Linked DNA regions of Mus musculus: all the other regions are linked to region 1. A link is a contact called in public Hi-C data. All regions are on one chromosome and are shown on one strand. The core of a region is the stretch at or near the end of the contact, and the rest is flanking DNA. Distances in the headings are between cores, read along the strand shown.

What was found. Hi-C and Micro-C count contacts between places; a contact is called where the count stands out from the background.
Region 2: a contact with region 1 is called in a Hi-C map of bone marrow-derived macrophages, with 18 read pairs. The contact joins the enhancer-like site here to the promoter of A230028O05Rik in region 1. A contact is called at or near these places in 1 of 15 datasets of contacts at CTCF or cohesin (pro-B cells), 12 of 484 Hi-C or Micro-C datasets (B cells, adipose-derived mesenchymal stem cells, bone marrow-derived macrophages and 8 more), 7 of 115 datasets of contacts at active chromatin or transcription factors (acute myeloid leukemia, embryonic limb bud, embryonic stem cells and 4 more) and 1 of 9 other capture datasets (embryonic stem cells).
Region 3: a contact with region 1 is called in a Hi-C map of the 63-12 cell line, with 4 times the contacts expected there. The contact joins the enhancer-like site here to the promoter of A230028O05Rik in region 1. A contact is called at or near these places in 3 of 39 promoter capture datasets (the C10 cell line, the SN4741 cell line and liver), 2 of 15 datasets of contacts at CTCF or cohesin (large pre-B cells and pro-B cells), 16 of 484 Hi-C or Micro-C datasets (the 3T3-L1 cell line, the 63-12 cell line, the AtT-20 cell line and 11 more), 10 of 115 datasets of contacts at active chromatin or transcription factors (astrocytes, bone marrow-derived macrophages, embryonic stem cells and 4 more) and 1 of 9 other capture datasets (embryonic stem cells).
Region 4: a contact with region 1 is called in a Hi-C map of the C2C12 cell line, with 4 times the contacts expected there. The contact joins the enhancer-like site here to the promoter of A230028O05Rik in region 1. A contact is called at or near these places in 5 of 484 Hi-C or Micro-C datasets (the AML12 cell line, the C2C12 cell line, bone marrow-derived macrophages and 2 more), 6 of 115 datasets of contacts at active chromatin or transcription factors (acute myeloid leukemia, effector CD8 T cells, embryonic stem cells and 3 more) and 1 of 9 other capture datasets (embryonic stem cells).
Region 5: a contact with region 1 is called in a Hi-C map of embryonic fibroblasts, with 8 times the contacts expected there. The contact joins the enhancer-like site here to the promoter of A230028O05Rik in region 1. A contact is called at or near these places in 1 of 15 datasets of contacts at CTCF or cohesin (pro-B cells), 23 of 484 Hi-C or Micro-C datasets (the 3T3-L1 cell line, the C2C12 cell line, the HPC-7 cell line and 15 more), 13 of 115 datasets of contacts at active chromatin or transcription factors (the NIH/3T3 cell line, T-cell acute lymphoblastic leukemia, bone marrow-derived dendritic cells and 9 more) and 5 of 9 other capture datasets (adipose tissue, bone marrow-derived macrophages, embryonic stem cells and 2 more).
Region 6: a contact with region 1 is called in a Hi-C map of liver, with 3 times the contacts expected there. The contact joins the enhancer-like site here to the promoter of A230028O05Rik in region 1. A contact is called at or near these places in 1 of 39 promoter capture datasets (the SN4741 cell line), 1 of 15 datasets of contacts at CTCF or cohesin (pro-B cells), 17 of 484 Hi-C or Micro-C datasets (the 3T3-L1 cell line, the AML12 cell line, the Ba/F3 cell line and 10 more), 11 of 115 datasets of contacts at active chromatin or transcription factors (acute myeloid leukemia, bone marrow-derived dendritic cells, bone marrow-derived macrophages and 7 more) and 1 of 9 other capture datasets (embryonic stem cells).

The regions. Positions count from the first base shown.
Region 1 is chr16:25,057,613-25,061,526 of GRCm38.p6, forward strand. A230028O05Rik (RIKEN cDNA A230028O05 gene) reads left to right here and starts at 2,027. Exons shown (of 3, transcript NR_040374.1): 1 at 2,027-2,191.
Region 2 is chr16:24,591,883-24,595,796 of GRCm38.p6, forward strand. The region is part of intron 4 of Lpp (LIM domain containing preferred translocation partner in lipoma); the gene reads left to right. Among named protein-coding and RNA genes, the nearest start is that of Gm24440, 190 kb to the left of the region's middle. Within about 2 kb of position 1,864, at least 40 of the 459 cell types and tissues checked have an H3K27ac peak or open chromatin away from gene starts, as enhancers often do. A contact at or near this core is called in B cells and bone marrow-derived macrophages, where this site is marked.
Region 3 is chr16:24,657,626-24,661,539 of GRCm38.p6, forward strand. All of the region lies in intron 5 of Lpp (LIM domain containing preferred translocation partner in lipoma), which reads left to right. Among named protein-coding and RNA genes, the nearest start is that of Mir28a, 170 kb to the right of the region's middle. Within about 2 kb of position 1,631, at least 24 of the 459 cell types and tissues checked have an H3K27ac peak or open chromatin away from gene starts, as enhancers often do. A contact at or near this core is called in the 63-12 cell line, pre-pro-B cells and pro-B cells, where this site is marked.
Region 4 is chr16:24,693,551-24,697,464 of GRCm38.p6, forward strand. The region is part of intron 7 of Lpp (LIM domain containing preferred translocation partner in lipoma); the gene reads left to right. Among named protein-coding and RNA genes, the nearest start is that of Mir28a, 130 kb to the right of the region's middle. Within about 2 kb of position 1,886, at least 10 of the 459 cell types and tissues checked have an H3K27ac peak or open chromatin away from gene starts, as enhancers often do. A contact at or near this core is called in the C2C12 cell line and muscle stem cells, where this site is marked.
Region 5 is chr16:24,736,245-24,740,158 of GRCm38.p6, forward strand. All of the region lies in intron 7 of Lpp (LIM domain containing preferred translocation partner in lipoma), which reads left to right. Among named protein-coding and RNA genes, the nearest start is that of Mir28a, 90 kb to the right of the region's middle. Within about 2 kb of position 1,632, at least 52 of the 459 cell types and tissues checked have an H3K27ac peak or open chromatin away from gene starts, as enhancers often do. A contact at or near this core is called in the C2C12 cell line, the NIH/3T3 cell line, bone marrow-derived dendritic cells and 4 more, where this site is marked.
Region 6 is chr16:24,754,078-24,757,991 of GRCm38.p6, forward strand. The region is part of intron 7 of Lpp (LIM domain containing preferred translocation partner in lipoma); the gene reads left to right. Among named protein-coding and RNA genes, the nearest start is that of Mir28a, 72 kb to the right of the region's middle. Within about 2 kb of position 2,269, at least 4 of the 459 cell types and tissues checked have an H3K27ac peak or open chromatin away from gene starts, as enhancers often do. A contact at or near this core is called in liver, where this site is marked.

The DNA.
Region 1 (3,914 bases), core at 777-3,276:
TACTTATAAATCCTAAGATGCAGAACTTCCTTTCAAGAGGCAAGTAAAAAGCTATTAAAATAATCTCTACCCCCCAATTTCTGTTTCTTTCAGCACGGTATTTCGACGGTGGTTCTTTAACCATTCACACTGAACGAGGAAAATGTTAAGTTTAAAATGGTCAGCAAAGGTGAGGTGGAACTTGTGGGCCTAGGTGGTGAGACGGACAGCCTTTCTATTTAAGGCCAGATGCACTGGCTGGGTTTAGAGATGTTTAGAGAAAAATAACAGTTCTCTACACCCAGATTCATAAGTGTGGACAAAACTGGTATGGTGATGTGGGGACCAGAGAGCAAATAATCAGATTGCTCACAGCAATATTTCTCTGTGACTGAGTGGGCTTGTGGTCGGATCTAAGAAAGAAGTAAGTGTGTTGACCTCAACTCAGGATGCAGACAGGCCCACTTTGGGCTCTCTCCATACAGACTCACCATCAGATGACCATGAGCCAGTCATTTCCTCCCTCCAAGACTCTTCAAGGACTCCATCAAATGGGCATGAGGCTCCATTGTGCTTATGCAGACTGCAGTTGGTCATCAAGGTCATGGAAAGTCTTGGCTAGCTGTGAGTGTGAACCCGAGGTGGGTGTAAGACGCTGACAGGGAAGGAAGTTTTGCCCCCTCTGTAGTTCCTCACAGGGCATTGTGCTGACAGAGCCGTAACAGATTGACTCATACAGAACACTAGGGAAAATGGGCATGATTGCCAGTTCCTAGGCCTGGAACTGGCTTCAGCTGGTTTACTGGTGGGATTCAGGGATGGGAGGTGCAACGGGTAGGTGCCACACTCAGGAAAGAGGGGTATTCTAGAAGGAGGGGTGTTCTTCCGTGCCAGAGGTTCAGGATGGGAGACGTTAAGCTCCAGTCTGGGCAGGCAGAGGAAGGGGCTGGCAGGACCCCATGCTTCTCTTTAGCTTCACACTGACTTCCCGCTCTCACAGACACGTCTCAAAACTCTGTCTCAGCCTCCGTTTCTCCAGCTGTAAATTGCAAAGACCCTACTTTTCAACATTTTGAGAAAGGCCTAGTACCCTCTCTCATCTACTCTGCGAGACTACTAAGGAGTGGTGAAGTTGTTCCAATAGTCGCTTGGTTTCTGCCCTGAGCTCAAGTTCTTTTAAGCCAGTTCTGGAATCCTTTGGGTGGTGGAGCGCACAAGGATTCCTGTGTGTCAGTAAGTGAGCGTACGTGACAGAGGGCTTTTAAATGAATCACTTTGTATATAGCAGGGCCGCACCTGCTCCTCAGACTCTGAAGGCAGTGCGAGCAACAAGATCATTCAAAAGCGCCGCTTTCCATTCAGGTCTATAATTAGCCAGCAGGCTGTTCACCCCTGGAGCTGCTGGGACGGGCCTGGGGCAGCCTGGAGGGGCGGAGCCGAGCCCCTAGGCCCGCCCCTTGGATTCCTCCTCCCGCTGTCCTGTCGGGTCTCCGGTTGTTCTCCCCACCCCCATCTGCGTTCTGGACCGTGCCGGGCTCTACGGGGCAGGATTCCTGGAGGACAGGGCCTGTCCACCCTCCTTTCGGGCTCCCTCTCCAGCTAAGAAGCCCCTCGAGGGATGCGACTCCCCTGGAGCAGCTGTATTTAGAGTGGCATCCTCTTCCCCGCCAGCCGGCTTCTGCGTCCCGCTCTCGGGGCTACCGCCCGCTCACCCCGCCCAGCTCTCCGGGCCCCTCCCAGCCGCCTCTCCCTCTTTGTCGCATTACATAGTAATCTGAGATGCATTGGATGGGCTCCAGGGAACAGAATGTACTTGGCAGAGGCGCGGGGCTTGATGTCTGCAAAATGTCGGAAACTCAGCCAAGAGCTGCTAACTGGGTCATTAACCTCCAAAAGCGAAGCGAGGGCTGTAGGCCCTCTCTGCCTCCCTTCATCTCGCCAATAAAAGTGCCTCAGTGTGAAGGAAAGAAAAAGCCCAAGGTTGGCTGCTTTGATTTCTAGGCACTGAAGGCAGACCGGTCTCCTCCCCCTGCCCGCGCCCCAGCTCCTCCCGGCTGCCTTTCTGTTCGGAACCAAGAGTTTACAAGTGGCCTTTCAAAGGCCCAGCAGCCCTGCAGGGCCAAGCTGCAGCATCTGTGAAGATGTTACCCTCCGCCCTTCCCAACCGCACAGCCTCAGACCCATTTTCTCCCCCCTGGGTTGCGAGGGAGGGGTAAGTTTGGAGGTGGGGCGAAGAAGAAAGTTCTAGTTTAGTCCTTCGGCACTATTCTGCTCCTCCCCCTTTCTGCTTGCTACTCCTCTTCCTTCTACCCTTCCCCTCCTTCCTGCTGGAAAGCTTACGGTGCTCCATATACAAAGCCTGGCTGATGAGCTCCTGGCAGCAGCTGTCAATCCTTTCTCTGCCTGTTAACTGTTACCTGTTCTCAACCTACCTCACCAGTTGGTCTTAAGGACCAAAGGAGAAAGTCCCTCTTTGATCCTGTGACCTTCAGGTCTCTAAAAGCCTAAGGTCTCTAAAGTCCAAAGGAACTCCGGACTTGTAAGTCCTGGAAAGTAAGCAGAGAAAGAGTCTCCCAAAGGCGAAATATCAAAAAGGGAGAGCCACTAAAATCCACCCCCTTCAGATTTCTGGCCATGTTGGACTGCCAAAAAGGTACTTCCTGTGATCATCCAAACCCATTTCTCCGTGGCTAGAGACTCAGGGAGAATTTGGTAGTGAAACCCGGAAGTGGTGTCTTCCTCAGATGAGAGTCCTTGATGGAGAGAGAAGACCACTTGCCCAGCAGAGACAAAGCAAACCCGGGGAGGGGAGAATTGACTTGGCGAATCATACTTAGAAACAGATGTCAGCTTGTCTACACAGTAGGCCAAACCCAGCCCGGGGTGCCCATGTCATTCTTGCCGCGGTCTATGGCAGGCATATCCGATTGACCCTGCCTTTCCCTGAGCATCCCACAGAGGCTAGTTTCTGGGCTTGATGACCTCTGCCTGACTTCCTACTGCCATGCCTCAGTTCCTCTGTAGCCATCAAATCTCAACTTGGGTGCCCCCACCTCTCTTGCTGCCTTCTTTCAGTTTTTCTGAGAGATTTACTAATGTCCTCCAGATAACCAGTCCCTTTGTGCCTGTGTTAAGTCTCTTGTATGGGATATAAGTTATTATATAGTTATTGCTCCATGGGTAGAACTCATTCCTTGTCAATATCAACACCGATGGCAAAGGCCACCCAGCACCCACCCTTCTTGATTTGCCTTCTCTTTGTTTAGGTAGGCCTTCTATCTATCTATCTATCTATCTATCTATCTATCTATCTATCTATCTATCTATCTATCTAATATTACATATATTTTATAATAATTACATATAATTTATAGACAGGGATTATCTGTGTAGCCCTGGCTGTCCTGGAACTCGCTCTGTAGACCAGGCTGGCTTTTGACTCAGGGATCTGCCTGCCTCTGCCATCTTAGTGACGGGATTAAAGGTGTGTGCCACCACAGCCTGGAGTCCTGAATAGCTTCCTTCATCACGCTAAAATGTCTGGCTTGGGTTGCATTTTATGTAGTCACCTTACTGAGGGCCTTTATGTGAGTGTCTGGCTTGGTAAAAGTCATAGCTTGCCTTGAGGGCTGTCCTGGGGCTGGCCAACCCTTCTGTTCTCACCAGTCTTCTGGAGGCAGGCTTCCATATACTCTCTTCTTCCTCCCTTGAGATAGCCTCAGGGCAGGAAAAGCCGCATTTTCTTTTTGACAAGTTTTCCCGGGATTTCTTAATACTCTGATTCCACAAGAAGTAGCTCACCACAGCTCTTCTTATGCTTCTCAGCACCTACACAGAAAAACTGTCACTAGGTGTTATAAAAGAGGCCTTAGACTCCAGAGAAGCGCACCGCCTGTTTGGGGACGAGTCCCCACTTCCCACCTTAACTGGATGTT
Region 2 (3,914 bases), core at 614-3,113, 470 kb before region 1:
ACAAAAGAAGGAAATTACAGAGCTAGAAATAGCAAAAGGAGAAATCAAGTCACTTGGTTTTCAGATGATTTGATATTTTACATAAAGACCCTATATGATATGATATTATGCATCTGACATCCCCAAAATTCCACCAGAAAACACCGAGAAATGATCAACGCCTTCAGCAAAGAGGCAGGGTACAAAATCGACTTATAAACCTTCCTGTGTACCAATGCCAGACTCACAGAGAAAGAGATCATGGAAACAGTCCCATTCTCAATAGCTTGAAAAAAAGCACCTGTGAATATGCCTAGCCAAGGAGCTGGAAACTTCTGCAGTAGAACTTTAAGTCCCTGAACAAGATACTAAAAGATAGAAAGACCACCCGAGTTCCTGAATTATTAGAATCAATGTGGCTATCCTACCAACAGTAACTTACCTTATGTCCTACCTGAAAGTATTTGAACTGCCATTCCCCTGGATGATTTCTGAATCCGCCTTTGCCTGTTGAATGCTAAAATCATCTCTTTGGATAACATCTGCTTTTATATTTCTCTCCATCTAGGCTAGTGGTTCTTAACCTTCCTAATGCTGTGACCCTTTAATGCAGTTCCTCTTACTGTAGTGAACCCCAACTGTAAAGTTACCTTCATTGCTACTTTATAGCTGTAGTTTTGTTACTGCTAGGGATCATAATAGAAATATTTTTGAGAGAGAGGTTTGTTGAAGGTTTGTCATTGCACACAGATGAGAATCATTGATCTATGCAAATGCACCTATAGGCTTTGAACTGTCAGGGTCCTATTTCACTGCCCATCTCGGTTCCTTTTCCTCTTAGGTAGAACTGAAAGGATGAAGTTGCTTTCATGAGCTACTTAGAAATTCCTTTGTAAAAATATTTTCCATCAAAAACGGTTGAATTGAAATATATCTTTCTGTCTTCTATGTCTTTCTTCTAGTCCCTCTCATGTCCTATTGATTGCTTCTTTTTGTTATTATTTTACATACGATGAAAAATGCATAAATATATGCATGTAACCTGCTATATCCATTTTATGTGGCTAAACAAGATCTGAGTAATGCTACCAGGAAACATGTTGATACAGAAAGAGGAGATCTCATTTGTCCCTCCCCTAGATGCATAACTGCAGCCAAATAAGACCTTTGAGAAGGGGAGGAGATTAGCCTGTCCCAGGGAAGAGCCCCAATTGGTTATCCAATACTAAGTGGCCAGTCTGAAATCAAATACCTGCAGGCCTTCTTTAGAAAAATCACATTTTTTAAATTTAAATACTTGCTTACTTGTCTGTACATGCTTGTTTTCATGTATGTTAAGGTATCTGTAGAGTCCTGAAAAGCCAGTGCATCCCTTGGAGGGAAGTTAGAGGTTGCTTAGAGCCAGTTGTCATGGGAGCTGTGACCCACATTCTGTTCTTTCCAGCTGCATTTGAAAATGCTGGCACTTGTGAGCTTCTGCACGTGGAGGCCAATGCTGCCTTTGGATGTCTCTCCTCTGGGGCTGTCCACCTTGTTGTTTTGAGACAGGGGCTCTCACTTAGTTTGGAATTCAATGATTCTGTTAAGATGGTTGGCTAGTCTCTTTCTTCCTCCACCTTCCTGGCATTGAAGTCACAAATATGTACCACCATGCTTGGCTCTTTCATCTGGATTCTAGGGATCCAGTGTTAGTCCTTGTGCTAGCAAGACAGCCCATTGTTTACAGAACATTTTCCCAAGCCTTAGATACTCCCAACAGCACCCGTGCTAAGATGATTATCCCTATGTGCAAATGTAATTTTCTCAGGGTTGGGTCCCATGTTCTTGGTGTGTCATAGTTGAAATGTTTATGCTGCCCCTCCCTGCAATCTTTCCATTGTTGTGTGTGCTACAGGAACTGAGAGGATTGTGACAGTCTCAGCTGGTTTCTCTTCTCGTTTAGACATCATTGTTTGTAACAATTCTGAACGTCGTCTTTCCCCACCTATCAGATTGTAAGATTATTGCTATACTTAATTTTCTTTTGTTACCCTGGCTTGAGAATATTCACTTATAACTTTCCTTTGAAATGCCTTTGTTAATAATTTTCCCTTCTGTATATATTTTACACACACACACACACACACACACACACACACACACACACACTCATGCAGTCATTATTTCACTTGACTTTGATCCAGGTACAGAATATTTTCACTTAGAGCAGAGGACACTGAAGCCTGTGATGGCTGAGAGCAGAGCCTTGTTCACTGCTGGATGATGGAGCAGATGCAACCACCAGCATCCTGGATCTTCTTGCCATTTTTCATCTTGTTTCCCAAACTCCTTCTATGTTCTGAGTCTCTGGCCGTTTTCTTTGGGGCATGAGTGATTTAGTGATTTCTCTTGAGCCCTACGTGTTACTGCCTCAAGCGCCTGTTCCCCTGCTTTCCACTGGTCTCTGTCCCCAAGAGGATCCAGGGTGTGCAAGTGTCCCTCCTTCACTTAAGATGTTGGTGAGGGACTGAGTTCCCTGGAATTCTTATAGTCCCGCAGGCATTTCCTGGGATTTTTGCCTCTTAGGCATTGTAAGTGTAGATTGTTACAGTCTGAATATTTGGGGTCAGATCTGAAAACTTGGGGTCAGGGATTCTTTTGTTCCTTAAGGTGTGTTGGGTCTGTTTCTAGTTTCATGACCTTTGTTTCTTTACTTTCGTCTTTGAGGGAATTGAAAGGTTAAGTTTTGTTATAGCTGGAATCCAAGTAAATTCCCTCATGAGCAGAAAGACAGAGTTCGGAGAGAATGGACTTCCCCTGTGTGTTGTCTTTAGTTACAGAAACAGTCAGTGGTGGAACCTGGGGCAGATTGCTGAGAGTCGATATTTTTGGCACCTGTTGGTTTCATCGTCAACACTGTGTGTTGAGCCTGAATCTTCCCAGAACGCCTCAGAAGTTCTGAGAAGGTCTGGGTGCTCTCTGGGTGGCTCCTGGATCCCTGGGATGGCTCTATTGCTCAGCAAAGGCATCATCAACACAGACATCACCAGGTACCTAGACACAGCTCTTCCTTATAAAGTATTTTTGTTGCCCATTTGTGAATCCGACTTTTAGAACATTGAAGGTTTTCTTTTTTCCATTTAAAATCAAGGTTTGCTATAAGAAATGATATGCTGAAGCCGGGCGTGGTGGCGCACGCCTTTAATCCCAGCACTCGGGAGGCAGAGGTAGGCGGATTTCTGAGTTCGAGGACAGCCTGGTCTACAGAGTGAGGTCCAGGACAGCCAGGGCTATACATAGAAACCCTGTCTCGAAAAACCAAAAAAAAAAAAAAAAAAAAAAGAAATGATATGCTCTAGGTATTCAATAGAAAAGATTCAATAGAGAGGTTTAGCTCAGAAATGATCAGAAAGACTATTAGGGAGTAGTTGCTAAAGTGAATAAGTATCTAGACTTGAATCCCAGAAATACAGTTAATCCCATTTTTTATAGGCAAGAAAGAGAACAGTCACCTGGCTTTTTCTCAACTGTTGAGTTCAAGAAAGTACCAGTGTATTCAGAAAGGTGTAACTGGCGTCTCAGACACGAGATACAGCTACCCTCTGTCCCAACTCCTGCTTGATAAGCACCCATGCTGAAGAATGACTGAGTATGTCAGTACTGAAGATTTCCATGCCCTCCCACCAGGTTTCCAATAGGAAACAGGCAGAATGACAAGACAAGGCCTTTGGCTCACCCCAATCTTCCAAATCTCAACACAGTGCATATATTTTGGCAGAATTTCTTATAATCCATACCTACTGACAGTGCAGCCACTGTGTTGTGTGGCCAGCAGAAATGCTGACTCAGCACTCATCATACTTAGTTTTTAGGGATTTTTTACAAATGTTGTATGGCTTGAATGTGTAGTAAATACTCAAATAGGGAGTTCTTAAGTCTCAGCTGTCAGGGTCATT
Region 3 (3,914 bases), core at 381-2,880, 400 kb before region 1:
ACATTTTCATTAGTTATCTTAACCCTAGTGTTTTCTTAAAAATAACACTGTCTGGTAGAGTTCTAAGTACAGTCCCAATTAGTAATTTAGTTAGTTAGGTGAAGAAAATGAAGATTGAAGGATAGAATATTAATTTTTCTAATATCTTGCCATGTTTGTTTACACGCCCACATTTTAGATTGCCCAGATAGCAACTGAAAGAACTTTAGTCAGTGTCACTTATCTCCTTATTCATGGTGAAGGTAGGTTCTTCAGGAGAGGGATTGGTGCTATTTTCATGACAATGAAGACAAGACAGCCAGCACTAGCCATGAATGGCCTTGAGAGTGAACATTCCCCAATGAGTTCTCACATAGGGAGAACATGAATTCAGGCTCTGCATATTAAGGGTTCTGTGACACTCAGTCTTTGTGTGGGTCTCTGACTATTCTTAGGTATTGTGCACATGTCACATCCTGTCCCCTCTCCATGTAACTTCATTTCACGAGCCACCACACTCTGTGAACCTTGCAAAATCTGGTGTGTTCTGTTATGTGGCGTTGAGAAGAGTCTTCCAGGCTACTAGTATCCTGCCAGACCTAGAAACCAGACACGGTATTAAGTCTGAAAGAAGAGATTCAAGAAAACACTGATGTATATACTTCTTTCTTGGACTGAGATTCACGAAACATAACGGTCCACACAGGGCACTGAGGGAGGAACATCACACGTTCAAGCCCAAAGATGGAGACCATGTTACAAAGAAGAGGGAGGGAGAGAGGGAAGACCGAGATTCACATAGGAGTATCTGGATCGATGAGCCTGGCAAACTCCCCTAGTCAGTTAAAAGACAGGAGCTGGATAGAGTGAGGAAAAGCTTCATTACTTAGAGAAGCCACACATTCCTAGCTTCAGTTTTGAACAGAGGTGTTCATAAGTTGAAAAGGCTGAGAAGGTCATTCAATGGATGAGAAAGGTTTATTTTCTTGGTCTGTCACATCACAGCACTTTCTGATGGTTTCAAGGCACTGCTCAGCTAAATATCTGATGAAGACATAGGCTCCTCATACCAGTTCATTTCATGGGCTTACCCGATTAGGATGCCCACCAGCTCTCTCCTTCCATTCTCAGATGCATGTGTGGCCACTGTCACTGTGGCATTCAAAGGTGCTTCCTGTCCCCTAAAGAACTTAAAACAAATTTAAGAGTCTTTGGAGAGCGAAGGAGAAGGATCTAGGTGCCCCCTTTTCCCAGTTTGAAGTAAGAGGGAAAGCATTGATGATTGCAGCAGTGAAAAGAGAAGACTTTGTTATATTCTTGCCTCCAAGTCTGCTCTCTACTGGCACAGTTCAGCTTCTTAAAGGCCGCTTACCATTTTTCACCCTCTAAGGAATTTATTGCCATCATCTCTGTGATAACATACATTTTGTAGGTTTATCACACATCTATCATTGAGTATGTTTTTCTATTGGATGTTCATCTATACATCAGAATTATGGCATACAGATGATGACAAAGAGTTGTGCAGGTTCTTCATTCCAGTTCCTACAGCTAGGGCATTTCTCCTCCAGAGCATCCCCTTCCAGTACCTCCCCCTTTCGTGCCCACCCCATTGCTGCATTAGCATGCAAGTCCCAGTATAGGATGTAGGAACCGAAACCTAGATGATTGAACTTAGTGAACTGAACCCTTGGTTGTAGTCAGTGGTTGATGGTTAAGAGGTTAACAGCTGGCTTCTTAAGAACCTACATCATCTTTCTTAGAATTAGGTTCTTTGTTGTTTTCATATTATTTCTTTGTTAAAGAAGTCAGTTTTTCTTTCTCTTTAATCCTTCTGGGATTACCATCAGCCTGTGCATCTCTTTAAGTTCTTATAGACAAACAGGATAAAGGAGAATATACTTAGGAGGTATTTCAGAGACAGAGTTGTACCTTTATTTTTAAAATTATTTCTGTGATATTTTGGTTTACTCATATGCATGTTATGGGCCTTTTGAGTCACCCTATATGATAGGGATACCAAGAGTTCAGGCAGGTTTGAGAATGTCTGATGGTCTGATAATTTGAAATGCCACATAGAATCTGGTCAATTACACATTCCCCTCCATACTGCGTTATAGAGGGTGGGAGAAGACAGAGTGATTGCTAGAATCTAAACTTAGGTTGTGAACAACCACCTAGTCATGGCTTCATGGCTCAATACCTTGTGAATTAATTTTTTTCATTCACTCTGTTTTAAGGTAGAAGAGGACTCTGTTGTAGTGCATTTTCCTTCAGAGTTAATGAATACTTTCCATGAGCTGTGTAGCCACCCCAGCATTTCTCCATTTTAGCTGCATGTGGAGTCCCCTAGATCAAAGAAACACTGATGCCACACATTTATTCCAATCCCCAGGATTCTCATCCAATCAAATCCAGAGGAGGTAGTTTGGACAGCCATCGGTTTGATGGCTTTCTTACAGATTCCAGTGTGTGGACAAGGGATAGTGAATGGATAGTTTCAAATTATAATGCTAAAATGGTAAGGAAAGACTTCGAGACAAAAGAAATCCCTATACAACAGGAGTTTGGAACCTTTCAAATCCTGGGGTTCTCCAAAGGATGGAAGGTACTTTGCCGAACTCAGTGAAACTTGAACTATGTTCCAGGAGCCAATGCCACTGAAGTTACCTAGGCTTTTTAGAAGCACAAATCATTGGTCCTTCCTTAGAACTACTACATTAAACGTCTTTGGAAGTGCCAGCCAGAGGTATGAATTTTATAACTCCTCTCTGAAATCCTGATGGATTGTGAACATGGACCAGCGTTTGAGCAAGGTTATATCATGACTTGGGGGTGGGGGTGATGATAGCCTGGTAAAACTGAATGGCTCTAGAGACACTGTCCTTGGCTGTTGTGGCAGGGGTTAGATCTGACAGCTCATAGCTACTCCTCCCAGTGTAGCAACACCACCAGGTGTTTCAGAGCCCAATAGGCTACCATCATTTGCAGGATACACCTTTGCAGTTTTAGACTTTCTTTCCTCTGAGATACCCAAGTTGTCACATTTTTATATTATTCAAAAGTTAATAATTTGCTTATGGAATCTGATTCCTATAGCTTGGTGCCATGGTGACAGGCGAGGAAGAAGCACTTACATGTAAGGGATACTTCTAAATGAAACATCAAAACTACATTTTTAAAGGGAGAACAAACTGCCTTTTAAAATGGTAAAAAAAACAAAACAAAATAAATCCAATGTTTTTTTCTAGTATATCTGATTTTTAAACAATTTTAAATATTTTATAATATAGTCATACAGATTTGTATGTTTGCTTCCCACATCGGTGGTTACATATGGTAGTAACCTGAGCCTTCTTGATGACTGTGTTGTACTTAGATATCTAGATCATCTAGTTTCTGTTCAAGTGTCCCCTAATCTGTTCTCTGGCCATTTATACACACAGTGAAAGCTGAACTCGCAGGCTGTGTGTCAGACCTTGCTAGTTTTCCTTACGCTCAGTGTTATTTGGAGTTTTATGTTATTTGCTATGTTGTCGATGTTTATATTCAACATGACTTGTGTGCACATATTCTCCTGCCTTACTACCTGGAATGGGCTTGCTGTGCAGGTCATACTGTCTAAGGTGATGCTAGTACAGCCCCCATTTTCCCTACCTGGATTTAAGCTTTATTTTATGTTAACTTCCAAAAATGTGTCCTCATAAATGAACCTATTACCCTTACATGTATACAAATCTTTTCTTCTTCTACTTGATTAGGATTTTATTAGTGCCATTTATCAATTCTAATAAAATTCAGTATCCATAATTATTATTCTAAGAAGTCCTTTGCCTCTGTTTAATGTACTTGACCTCTCTATACTAACTTTAAATTATGAAATCAGGTCTTTTATCTTATGAAAGCTAAGGCTAACAATTAATCCAACATTATCT
Region 4 (3,914 bases), core at 636-3,135, 360 kb before region 1:
TTCTCAGTAAAGATAATAATTAAATGGACAAAAGATTTAAACAAACTTTTCTGAAGAATTTACTGGATGATATGAATCTGGTACCAGTGCAAGGACATAAGTTCAGACAACAGATGGAAAACCAGTCATGACTGACAGTGAGATTTCAGGGTTTCTCAAGTCTACTCCACAGCTTCAAGAACTCTCTTTCTTAGAATTGTTTGTTTCCTGCTTCAAAGCATGGAAGCACAAAGATCCTTGATTTTGTTCCAGGACTCTGGTCGACTATTTTTGGCCTAAGGCAATTACCTCCTTCCCTTAATCAGGGCCTTGCAACTTGCCTTGATGCTGTTGTACGTGTATCACTTATTCCGGTTCTCATAGACAGAGACTGCCAATGATCTCAGAAGATCTCCCTACTGAGGAGCAGTAATTCATCAACACAGAAAAGGGTTTCAGATGAAACAGGAACCATTACACAAGACACAGGTTTTCATTCCTTTAAGTCTTTTGGCTTGACATAGTCTCTAAACACCATTATTTAAGAGAGTTGTCCTCTCTCTTTGCCATAACCCTTTAATTCAGTTCCTCATGCTGCAGTGATGGCTATCCATACATTTTTTGTTTTTTTTTTTATAACTGTAATTTCAGGGTGTTATGAATCATAATATCAGTGTCAGTGTTTTCCCATGATCTTAGGTGACTGTTGTGAAAAGGTTGTTTGAAACCTCCCAAAGAAGTCACGACCCACAGGTTTAGAAGAGCTGATTTAAGATGTTTTAGGGCTGGCTAAGATAACCAAGTGGCTAATTACTAACCCTCACTAAATCTCAGTATTGTTCACTGCACACTTTACATTGAAATACTCTAGACATTTCATGTCTGAATGTTTATTTCTTTCACCCAGTATTTAAAAAAAAATTGGGCATTGTTTTGAGCTTTTGTTATTTCACTAAGGTAATCCTGTAGGTGCTACTGTAGTTAATGGGATTCATTGTATACCACCAGAGATAGATGTCTGAAACTTAAGGGCCAGTCATCACCTTTAAGGTGGAGTGTGTGTGTGTGTGTGTGTGTGTGTGTATCCCAGGCTAGCTTGGAAATCACTTTGTAGTTCAGGCAGGCTCTGAATTTACAGAGATCTCTTTGCCTCTTCCTCTTCAGTGCTGGAGTTAAAGACATATGATGAATTAAATCTAGTTGTATACAGTTATTGAAATGTATCAAAATAATTGAAATGATGGATTCTATACTTCATACTAGATACAACCAGCATACTTTATCTTCTAACCTTACCTCTTTCACCTTTTAAATTCTACCTGGATAAGTTACTTAAAACTTTTTTGCCTCAGCTTTCTTCTTTCTGTGAAGGGATAATCGTCGGATGGCAATGAGGACAATATTAGTCAAAATAGTAGTTTATAATGAGTTACAATGTGCAAAGCACTTAAAACAGTGTTCGGCATATAGTTAGCACTATATACATTAGCAAATCTTATTGGGAGCTCGGTGCCTATTTTTAAATTGTTATTGCTTTTCTGTAGAGATATTGATAGATAAATTTAGTTTGTGGCATTCTATCCAAGTCTCTGAAATGGTTTATCCATTCATTTGAGCTGACCATCATCCTTAGATTTTTCAAGGACAATACAGCTGTCTGTAGGCTTTGCCCAAAACCCTTTGGCTTTGTCGGCGGTTTCTAATGGATGGTCTCAAAAGCCAGAGCTTGTACCATCTTCTGACAAATGAGTCACCCCATCTGTTCTTGCGGATTACAAAGTAATTTTTCTGTTCAGTGAATGAAGTTCACATTATGACTCATGGATTTGAAATTTGCCTTAAGTTAGTAACCATTGATCTATTGTTATGTGTTAATTTTTCTATATTTACCCAGCCAGAGACTAAACCACGTAAAGCAATGGCTAAAGTCTGTTTATCACAATGCCTTTATCAGGCTGTTAAGCAAGGTTGGCTAGTCTCTACCCACTTTCTCTTTCAATGCTCTAGAGTGGGGTCTAATACTAGGTATTTCTACGAATGCTTTCAAAGCAGTGCTATTGTCTATGCCAGGGTTTGTTTTTGAATATTTGAAAAAGTATATATCAAGACATGTCTTCCAATCCACTATACAGCAGTCAATGACAACCATTGGTTTATGCCTTCATCTTACAGTGGCGATAACTAATACGAGAGAACCATCTTTTCCTGGGTACATGGAACCATAACTGTATATTTAACAAAATAAAAGGTGAAAAATTATAAACGTGTAATAACTTGGTAAAGGTTTAGCCAGCTCCAAAGTGACAGGCTGTAAATTAGAAAGCAGATATTTCATTTTGAGCCTGTAGTTCTAATTCCTCCCCCAGTTCACTGCTGGTGTGTCTCCTTCAGCATCCCAGGCCATGTCTATGCCAGTCATTTAGCATTGTCCTGCTCCCCTCTAACTTTCTTCTTGACAGCAGCATGGGGAAAGCAGTACTTGCAGCACTTGTATTTCCTTAGGGAGAGATGGCTCTGAGCAAGTTCTCAGAGATGCTAGATCCGTACACTGGTGATGCTGTACAAATACTTGGAGGCCTAGAGAGGGAAGTAAAACACTAACATCTCTCTGTTCTCATACAGATTCACAGGGCACATAATGATTGTGCCTGTAGCATAATATGCTTAAACTAATCTAGGGATATTTATGGAAGTCAGCTGAGTAAAAAAAGTTTGGTGAAATCAAAGAGAATGGGTGAAATGGCTCATATTTAGAGATTAGTGACCTTGTGGAAAAGTCTGTTCTTTCTCACAACTGCCTGCGTTGTATTCCACTCGATGATACCTTCAGGCAGTTAACTTTTTGGTCGTGACCTATTAATTAATTAATTAATTAATTAACACAAAAGTACAGTCCACAAGTAGGGAAAGCCATAGTTCATTGAGTGCTTGTTTTAATTTCTAAGTTTATTTTTCTTTTAGTGAAAGACCACTAATGACATCATTTTTCAGCCACTTCGTATCTTATTCAGAGGATTCCATTTAAAAATCAAAGAACACAGTTAACAGTTGCCCTTCCCAATATTATAATGCACTTGTAACAGAAGAGTATGTTTAAGCTTGTGACAGATAATTGTAGGGCTGGAGGCATATACATAGCAATGGATTAACTGTACTGCATTCTGGAATCATTACATCATAACCTGATCAAACAGACTGTGAGCACTGGAAATGTTTGGTTTAGGTGAAGCTCAGGCAGTATAGGGCAAATGTCCTGAGGCAGGCCTGGGAAGATGATATGGACTTTCTGTAAAGTCATCCCGCTTCTGCCTTCCTGTGTGCCTTCTATACAGTGATGACTCAATCCCCAGCATCTCAGGAATCAGAAAGTATGTACAATATTAAGTTACTGTGCAATCCTCTACCCATCCACTGCACAAATACCTCAATGCCCGCAATTCTTCAAGGCAGGTACTAACAAAGTTATGCACATACACACAGAAAAATCAAACCAATCGGGGGGGTCACTAGGCCCCAGGATCACCCTTTCTTCTGGCATTCCTGTTTTGTGAAGCTGCTAGACTTGTTCATAACGATATTATATAATATTCCTCATGACATACAAATGCTCAAGTGCACACGGAAACCACTATAACTACATGGTCTGCTTGCTTTTAGTTTTTATGAGCTAGTTGTTGAATAATCTGATATATGCTGATACTATATCTTAGAAATGTGGAAAAACTCACCTGCATTCTCAAAAAGTCCATTACAGAATGCAGTGCTTAAACCCCTTTCTTCCAGTTTTGTGTTTCTGTCCTCTTAGTCCTCCACGACTTACAACTATATTTGCATTAACGTACTATTGGAAGAGAGTCAATATATAAACTCGCTCATCTGGAACCTATATAGCTGAAGTGTGGAATCAGTTTCAGGATCCAGCTGTGTAACTCTTT
Region 5 (3,914 bases), core at 382-2,881, 320 kb before region 1:
ACTGTCCCAGACAGAATCTCCTTTCCTAAATATTTTCTGTATTGCTTACTTCTCTCTGTCTTCACCATGGGTCAGAGATTTCAGATCACTGTAGGCTCCCATGGACCATGGGTATATTTGTTACCTGAAACAAAGGAGGAAGGATTTATTTTGCCACATCACTTCACAGATTATCTGCTCACAGTGCTGTAGGCCTGAACTGGGTCAGAGCATCATGGCAACTGGAAGGCATGGTGGGGCAATGCTTATCAGAGGAAGTCTGGGAAGGGGGGAGGGGTGCAGGGTTGAAGGACAGGTCAGTTTCCCTAACACCCCATGCAACCTATTTCTTGCTGCTAGGCCCTATCTCTTAGTTGTACATCCAGCTATGAACCAAAAGATCAATCCTTGAATCAATAGCATTTTTGTGATCTTGTCATCTCTCATGACTGGTAAGCTAAGCTTTCAGCACAGAGCTTTCTGGGGTGAACACTGCATATGAATTGTACCTTTCTAAAGATGCAATCCTTATAACCAGTTGTTTATACCCAGCTCCATCCTGTTCATGTACCAATCTGTTCTGCCCGAGCAGATTCCTGTATGCCTCCTCTTCACTTTATCTTAGCACAGGAGTACACTACAATAATCAGGGAAGCAGACTCTGAAGTCAATAGAACCCAGTTTGGATTTCACTTGTGTCCTAGGAGTACATGAGGAATAGCCCATAGTGTCTCTCTTAGGCAGGATGTCTTTGTGGATTCTTCCTCTCCTGCCACAAACACACTGGGCTATGCTGTGAATTCACATGCTCATCTCTGTGCAAGGAACCCTGGTTATGCCCCAGCCTTTCATGGCTGTCATCATAGATACCTTAAAGCTGTTCAGCAAACTCCTCTTCCTAGCTCATTGTCAGGACCTTGCTGTTTTCTTCCGTATCTTTGCTCTTACACGTACGAAGCACTCACGTTCCATCTTGTGGGTATTTTCTTTCCCGCTTTTAAGGATCATTCTCACGGCACCCACTGTAAGTTCCAAAGAACCCTTGCCTATTGACCCTGCTCTCTTGTCATATGTTGTGGAATGCTTTGGCCATGCTAGGCATTAGTGAATGTCTGAGAACTGTTCATAACGTGGCTGTCTCACTTACTGCATGTGGATTTTCATACGCTGACCACAGCTTTCATTTTGTAGAAGAAAACAAAATATAAGGCTCTTGTTTCTGTGGTGGCTCCTTGAGTAGCTGCTGCTTCTGCATGGCTGTTTGTGCAAGCAAATCAAGTGGCAGTTTACGAGGAGGGACAGCCCCAGGCCGATTCCCTTCTCTTGGGGAACTCAAAATGGTATGGTTTGTCTTTCCTCTTCAAATCTTGATCTCTGCAAACCTAGTCCTTTCCCCTAACCTCCATATAGTTGTATCTCTTTTACATGGAGAAGGAGAATTCTAACCTCCTGCCTCAGGTATTTACAGAAGTAGAACTTGGGTAGGGGCGGGCAAGCACACGTGTGACAGAAGTTTCAGCATTCATGAGGAGCCACTGTACTTTACTGTTAAGCTTCGGGGGATTTTTTTTTTTTAAACAGTTCTACATGGGGAAAGTCGGTTGACGATTTTTAAAAGGAAGCGTGCCCTTTTTCATTAGCTCCTTTTACCTCATGCTGAGTCATGGATGAGAGAGCATTTGTAGGCAGCTGAGATGCAGGAAGAATAATCCTGTCACTTACACTTGCAGGTTGTTATGCTTTCCAGAAAACTCTTTCAGTGGGTTGCAAAAGTGATTAATCTCCCCCTTGAAGCTGACGAAGAGGCTCTCTGATAACAGGAAATTGAAGGGGTGGGATTTCTTTAGAGAACAGGGTACTCTTTCCAGTTTTAGATTAGAAAAATCTATTTTGGATTGGAGCGAGCATGTGTGGGGTGGGGGTGGGGGTGGGGAGGGTTCCGAGTGTGCTTGTGTGCCTGCCTGAATCTGATCATGACCTGAAAGGATGAAAGGAATTTCTGGTGGGATGGTGCCTTTCGTGGACTGGTTTGGCTAATTGTTCATGTTGCCTTTAAACCATGGCTTTCTGCATCTCATTCTCTTGTTTATTTTACACTCCATGTTTGAGTTTTTACGTCATAGTCCCAGATCTCTTGAGAAGACATCCTTTCTAATATGAGAAGTAGTAAAGATACACTGCTGCCTTGGTTAAACTCGGTGGGTCCCAAAAATCAAAGAAAAGACCTTAATCTGGGAAGTGTTCTGTGGTGAATAGGGACTGTAAGTCAGGGGTGGGAGTGAGAATCATTAGAATGCATTTTATACAGCTATTGAAATGTCAAAGAACAAACTGTATTATTTTTCAAAAGATGGGCTATGTTTCTCCTGTTGAATAAATTGTGCCCTCAGTGAGAAATTTTGTTCCTGTGGTGTTTCTGCAACATATAACTTGGACATAAGTAAGTGGTTAATATAACTGAAATGCAGTATACCTTCTTAGAGCATTAAATTTTTTTCTTCATAATTTTGTTTTAAAAGTCACTTTTCCTGTGAGGACTAGCAAACAATTGCTTAGTCTTTTACTGGATACTCCATTAATTTACCTCCAACTTAAAAAGATAATTAAAAAAAAAGATAATAAAAAGAACCTAGCACAGAGCCTTTTTGCCTTGGGCTGTTTTGTTTGTTTTAAAGTTGGGCTATGTTGCCATGCTAGCCAAGAACTCCTAGGCTTGGCCGCTCTGTTCTTTTCCTTCAGACTCTGTGGTACTATAGGCATCTGTCTCCATGCTCATGCTTGGCCTCTGGTTTTATAAAGGGTCTGAGATTTAAGATGAGTTCCTCTGGGTTCTTAACATGCATTTGCTCTGTTGCCCCCAGAGCTTTCTGCTTCTCAGCAGGCCATTGTAATCGGGCTGTGTCAGGCTGCCTTCCTTCCCCACTCCCTGCACCCCTCATTCTGAAGGTTGCTCCCAGCCAGCCCCTTGAGAACTGAGTGCATTCACTCACTGTGAAGAGGTGAGGGAGGATTTTCTCTCAACTCTGTCTGCACTGCCCCTAAGCTCCCATAAAGGGAAGACAAGCCAATGTCCTTCAGCAGAATGGAACTGCTTTGGGAATTCAGGGCTTCTTTTAGACCTAAAGTTAACTATCCATACCACTTTTACCCTGAGGCTTCATATCTAGGTTTTGAATTCTGAAGTAGAAAGTGTCTAAACCATTTACAGTTGAAACCTTGCTAATTCTCAGTGCATAGCCACAAGGATAGAGTGGGGAAAGAAAAGGAGAGAAAACGAATGGCCAAGATGATTGTATTAAATGTTTTCAGTGTATCATATGTAAACACATTGGTATATTTGCATCTGAATATTTATATAGGTGTTTGTACTGCTGGCAAGCACCATTTAAGTGACACTATTGGACATTCTCTGTGTCCATATTATGGGAGTTGTAAGGTTCATATGTGGTAGCATCTACCGTAAAGGATACAGTGTTTGGGAGATGGTCCAGTTAGGGCAAGAGGAAATGTGAAGGCATGTGATATTTTAAGTAGAACAAGGTGATTGCAACCAACAGGTGTCTGTATACAGGTCTATTTAAAGTTTTTATAGCCTCAATAGAACAACTTTTATACCAGTAGGCAGTGGAGCGTTGTCACGGTATTATTTATTATTGCCATGGAGATTAACTGTCTTAATTTAAATTGCCTACAGTGTTTTTAAGTTGGAGACATTTTGATTTGATATTTTTAAGAGAGAAAGGTTCTATACATATTATGGAAGAGCCTTTTTCATAGCTAAATGCCAACAGCAAAATTTAAACCAAAAAGTACTCATGAAGCAATGGTAACGAGAAAGGATTGTGGTTTAGTAAAGGAGAGGACTCCCTGCAAGGAACAGTGCTTGTGCCATAAGGATGATGTGCTGCTGTGGAGAGAGGTCTCATTAATCCATA
Region 6 (3,914 bases), core at 1,019-3,518, 300 kb before region 1:
GGCAATACACCTTGTCCCCATTGTTAAACAGTCAACTATCAGTCTGTACATATTTTCCTGTTTCTTGACTATGTGGAAATATCATCGTGTAACTTCAACCGTGTTGTATAGATGGCTGATCCCACAGTTTATTTGCCACGGAACAGTTAGATTTGGGCATTTTCAATGTCGTTGCATTCCTTGATTGATATATAATTTGGGGAGTTGAGCTTTCTGCTGCTGGTTAGATGTGGATCTTTAATACTTTTTACCAAATTTCCATTCTAAACAGGATCATTTTGGATTCATGTATAAACCTCATGACAGTCTTCATATCCTCTTGAATAAGGATGGATTTACCAGTATCACTACCTCCCTTGTCTTACAGTAGCAATATCAATTAGGAGTGCCTGACATGGAGCTAAATTACAATAAATGCCTCCTTAATTAGAAAAAGGAGTTCTATTTGCTTGACTATACATGCAATATATTATTTTAATGTGTTAGTTATTGGTTACTCTTTAATTTTTGTTTCTTTATTGTTTTGTTTTATTTTGTTTTAGGCAGGGTTTCTCCATGTAGCTCTGGCTATCTGGGAACTCGCTGTCTAGGCCAGGGTGGCTTTGAACTCAGAGTTCCTCCTCTCTCTGCCTCCATAGTACTGGGATTAGAAATGTGTTCTACCACCTACCAGCCTTTTTTATATATAAACATGTTTTTAGTATGAGCCCCAAACTGGCCTGAAAATCACTCTGGCTCTTGGGTTGCCTCTGAATTTGTTGTAATCCTGCTGCTTCGACTTTTTACCTCCATACCCCAATGAATGCATTTAAAATTACCCTTTGAACTGTTTCCCCAGAACACATGAATTGAGAACTTACATTTAAAAAACCATTATTAAAAGGAAAATAAATAGCTCAGTTTGCGGGCATATGCCCTGTGATCCTAGCACTCAGAAGTCTGACATAAGTTCAAGGCCAGCCTCAGCTATTTGGTGAGACTCCCATCTAAAACAAACAAACAGCACAGCAAATGCTTCTCAGAAAGAGAACCATGTTATAATTTGTGTCTTAGAGGCATTAGAGACTGAGGGCGCCACTGGAATTAAGCATGTATCCAGTGTGTCCATGCATTTGTTGTCTGTTCTGTGAGGAAAAATACAGGTCTGATGTTGCAGTTTTCTTAAGGGGACAACAATTCATTCACTGATCAATGTCTTTCTAAATTTCTGCTGTGGACTATGATATTGTAAACTATTTAGGGTGTCTTGTTGAGTAAAAGTGACTGGCCCCCTTCCCTTGAGAAAGCAAACACGTATACAAATGATAATAAAGAACAGGAGAGTTTGGAGCTGAGACGAAAGGATGGACCATCTAGCGACTGCCATACCCGGGGATCCATCCCATAATCAGCCTCCAAACGTGACACCATTGCATTTGACAGCAAGATTTTGCTGAAAGGACCCTGATATAGCTGTCTCTTGTGAGGCTATGCTGGGGCCTGGCAAACACAGAAGTGGATGCTCACAGTCAGCTATTGGATGGAACACAGGGCCCCCAATGGAGGAGCTAGAGAAAGCACCCAAGGAGCTAAAGGGGTCTGCAACCTTATAGGTGGAAGAACAATGTGAACTAACCAGTACCCCTGGAGCTCCTGTCTCTAGCTGCATATGTAGCAGAAGATGGCCTAGTCAGCCATCATTGGGAAGAGAGGCCCCTTGGTCTTACAAATTTTATATGCCTCAGTATGGGGGAATGCCAGGGCCAAGAAGTGGGAGTGGGTAGGTAGGGTCTTAGAGGACTTTTGGGATAGCATTTGAAATGTAAATGAAGAAAATACCTAATTAAAAAAATAATAATAAAAAAGAGCAAAAAATAAAGAAAGAACAGAAGAAATGAGATATACTCAGAGAGAGAGAGAGAGTTCAGGTCAAGTTATTTTGAACTTAAGAACTAGACAGTTAATCTGAGAGAGGATTCGGGCCAACGTTTCTTTAAGAACCTGATACTTGTTTAACCAAAATCAATGTCTGAAATGTGAGAGAACTTGGTACCTTGGATATGGATGAGAGCTTGTATGTGGCATGTCGGTCAGACAAGAAATGAAGTGGCATAGGACATTATCCTTACTAACTTCGTGAAGACTTTTAAATGACAAAGTAATGAGACTGTATACGTGTGAGGGAGAAATCCCTCCAGCTACAGGGAATGATTTTCTAGGGGTGGACCAAACGTCTGAGGGAGCTGGAGAAGAGCAAGAGCTTTCTTAGTAGATATTGCGAAATGTGGACATATCTGACGTAGGACACTCCCTGAGTCGTAGCCACATTCAGTGTTTAAACAGTAACAAGGGAACGTCTCACCAGATCAACATCTGTTATGGAAAGCTTTTTGTTTTCTATAACATACGGAAAATATGTTTTCCTAAAAAACATATAAGGCATTCAAGTCAATAGATGAAAAGAGTAAATTGAACATGCAAGTCTAGGGTTCAGAATACAGATAAACTCTGGAGAGAGAAACTGTTAAGAACTTTTGTGATATTGATCATGTTTCGAGCTGTAGCTATGGACCTAAAGAGAGAAGGTGCAGAAAAGAGATTATGTAGCAGATTAAGGGCTCATGGGCAGCATGGTGATTATTTTCATTGTTACTAATTTATGTTAAGATTAGATAATTATTTGTAATGACATGAAATTCTGTTTAATCCAGATATGTAGATTTCTGTACCCTTAGACTGAATAAGTGATAAAGATGAAAACATTCTCAGGGGTAGTAGATTAATGTCTCATTTTCAGTGGTTCTCAGCTGGAATGGATGTACCTAGTGACCAGGGGGAGATTGGAAAGTGATAGTCACCTATTGGTCATCTTATTTGTTTGTTTGTTTGTTTGTTTGTTTGTTTGTTTATTATGAGGCAGGGTTTCTCTGTATAGTCCTGGGTGTCCTGGAACTTACTCTGTAGACCAGGCTGGCCTTGAACTTAAAATCTGCCTGCCTCTGCCTCCCATGTGCTGGGATTAAAGGCGTGTGCTACCACTGCCTGGCTTGTCATCATCCTTATTATGGGGCACTATCAACATTGAATGAGCCAGAAGTCAACATGTCTATTGTAAGCCTTAAGGGCACAGGTAGTGCTCCTTGAGAAGATGTCACTAGCTGTTGGCCACAGCTCTTCCTCTGGGCCACTGACAGGATGATGCCTGGGTCTCTCTGTGTTCTCTCCTCCCCAACTCTCCCTTCTCTGTGTTAAATAACTATGTCTACTCACCAGTCCAATCCACTTTAAAGTAGAAGATAGTTCTCTCTGTTCAGGTTGCAAATCTCTTTTCTGAGTCTGGTGGCTCACCTTCCTTAGCCTCTATGTGAAGCCTTTATGGATGAGTTCTTCAACAATACTTGCTCGAGCATGTCCCTTTTATTGTTCTTTGGTCCTGCTTTGGGGAATCCTAATTTAAGGCCATCTTCCCCAACTTATCATTTGTCTCAAATATATTTTCCTGGGAAACTTGTAATTCTAAAATAACAAGACTTAATTTTAACTTCCTAATTTCATTGTCTGTTAAGTTACAAGATTCTATTGAATTTGGAATTTTTGTTTAATTTTATACTGTCATTTTAGGAGGCAAACTTGTTATTTATTTTTTTAAACCAAGCATCTTGGATGTTGCTATATAGGTGAAGAATCTCTTTCCTTTCAGGCTGAAGGTAGCCATCATAATTTCCAATAGAAGTGTGTGTGTGTGTGTGTGTGTGTGTGTGTGTGTGTGTGTGTGTGTGTGTTTTAATTATTAAAACACATACTATACATATTCATAGATATATGCCCAGTTAAATAAGACCTTGATATTATGTAACAGACCACATTGAAAAGTAAATCAAACCTAGAAAAATCAATTGTAACATTAGACAATGTAACATGTACAGAGGTGAAAC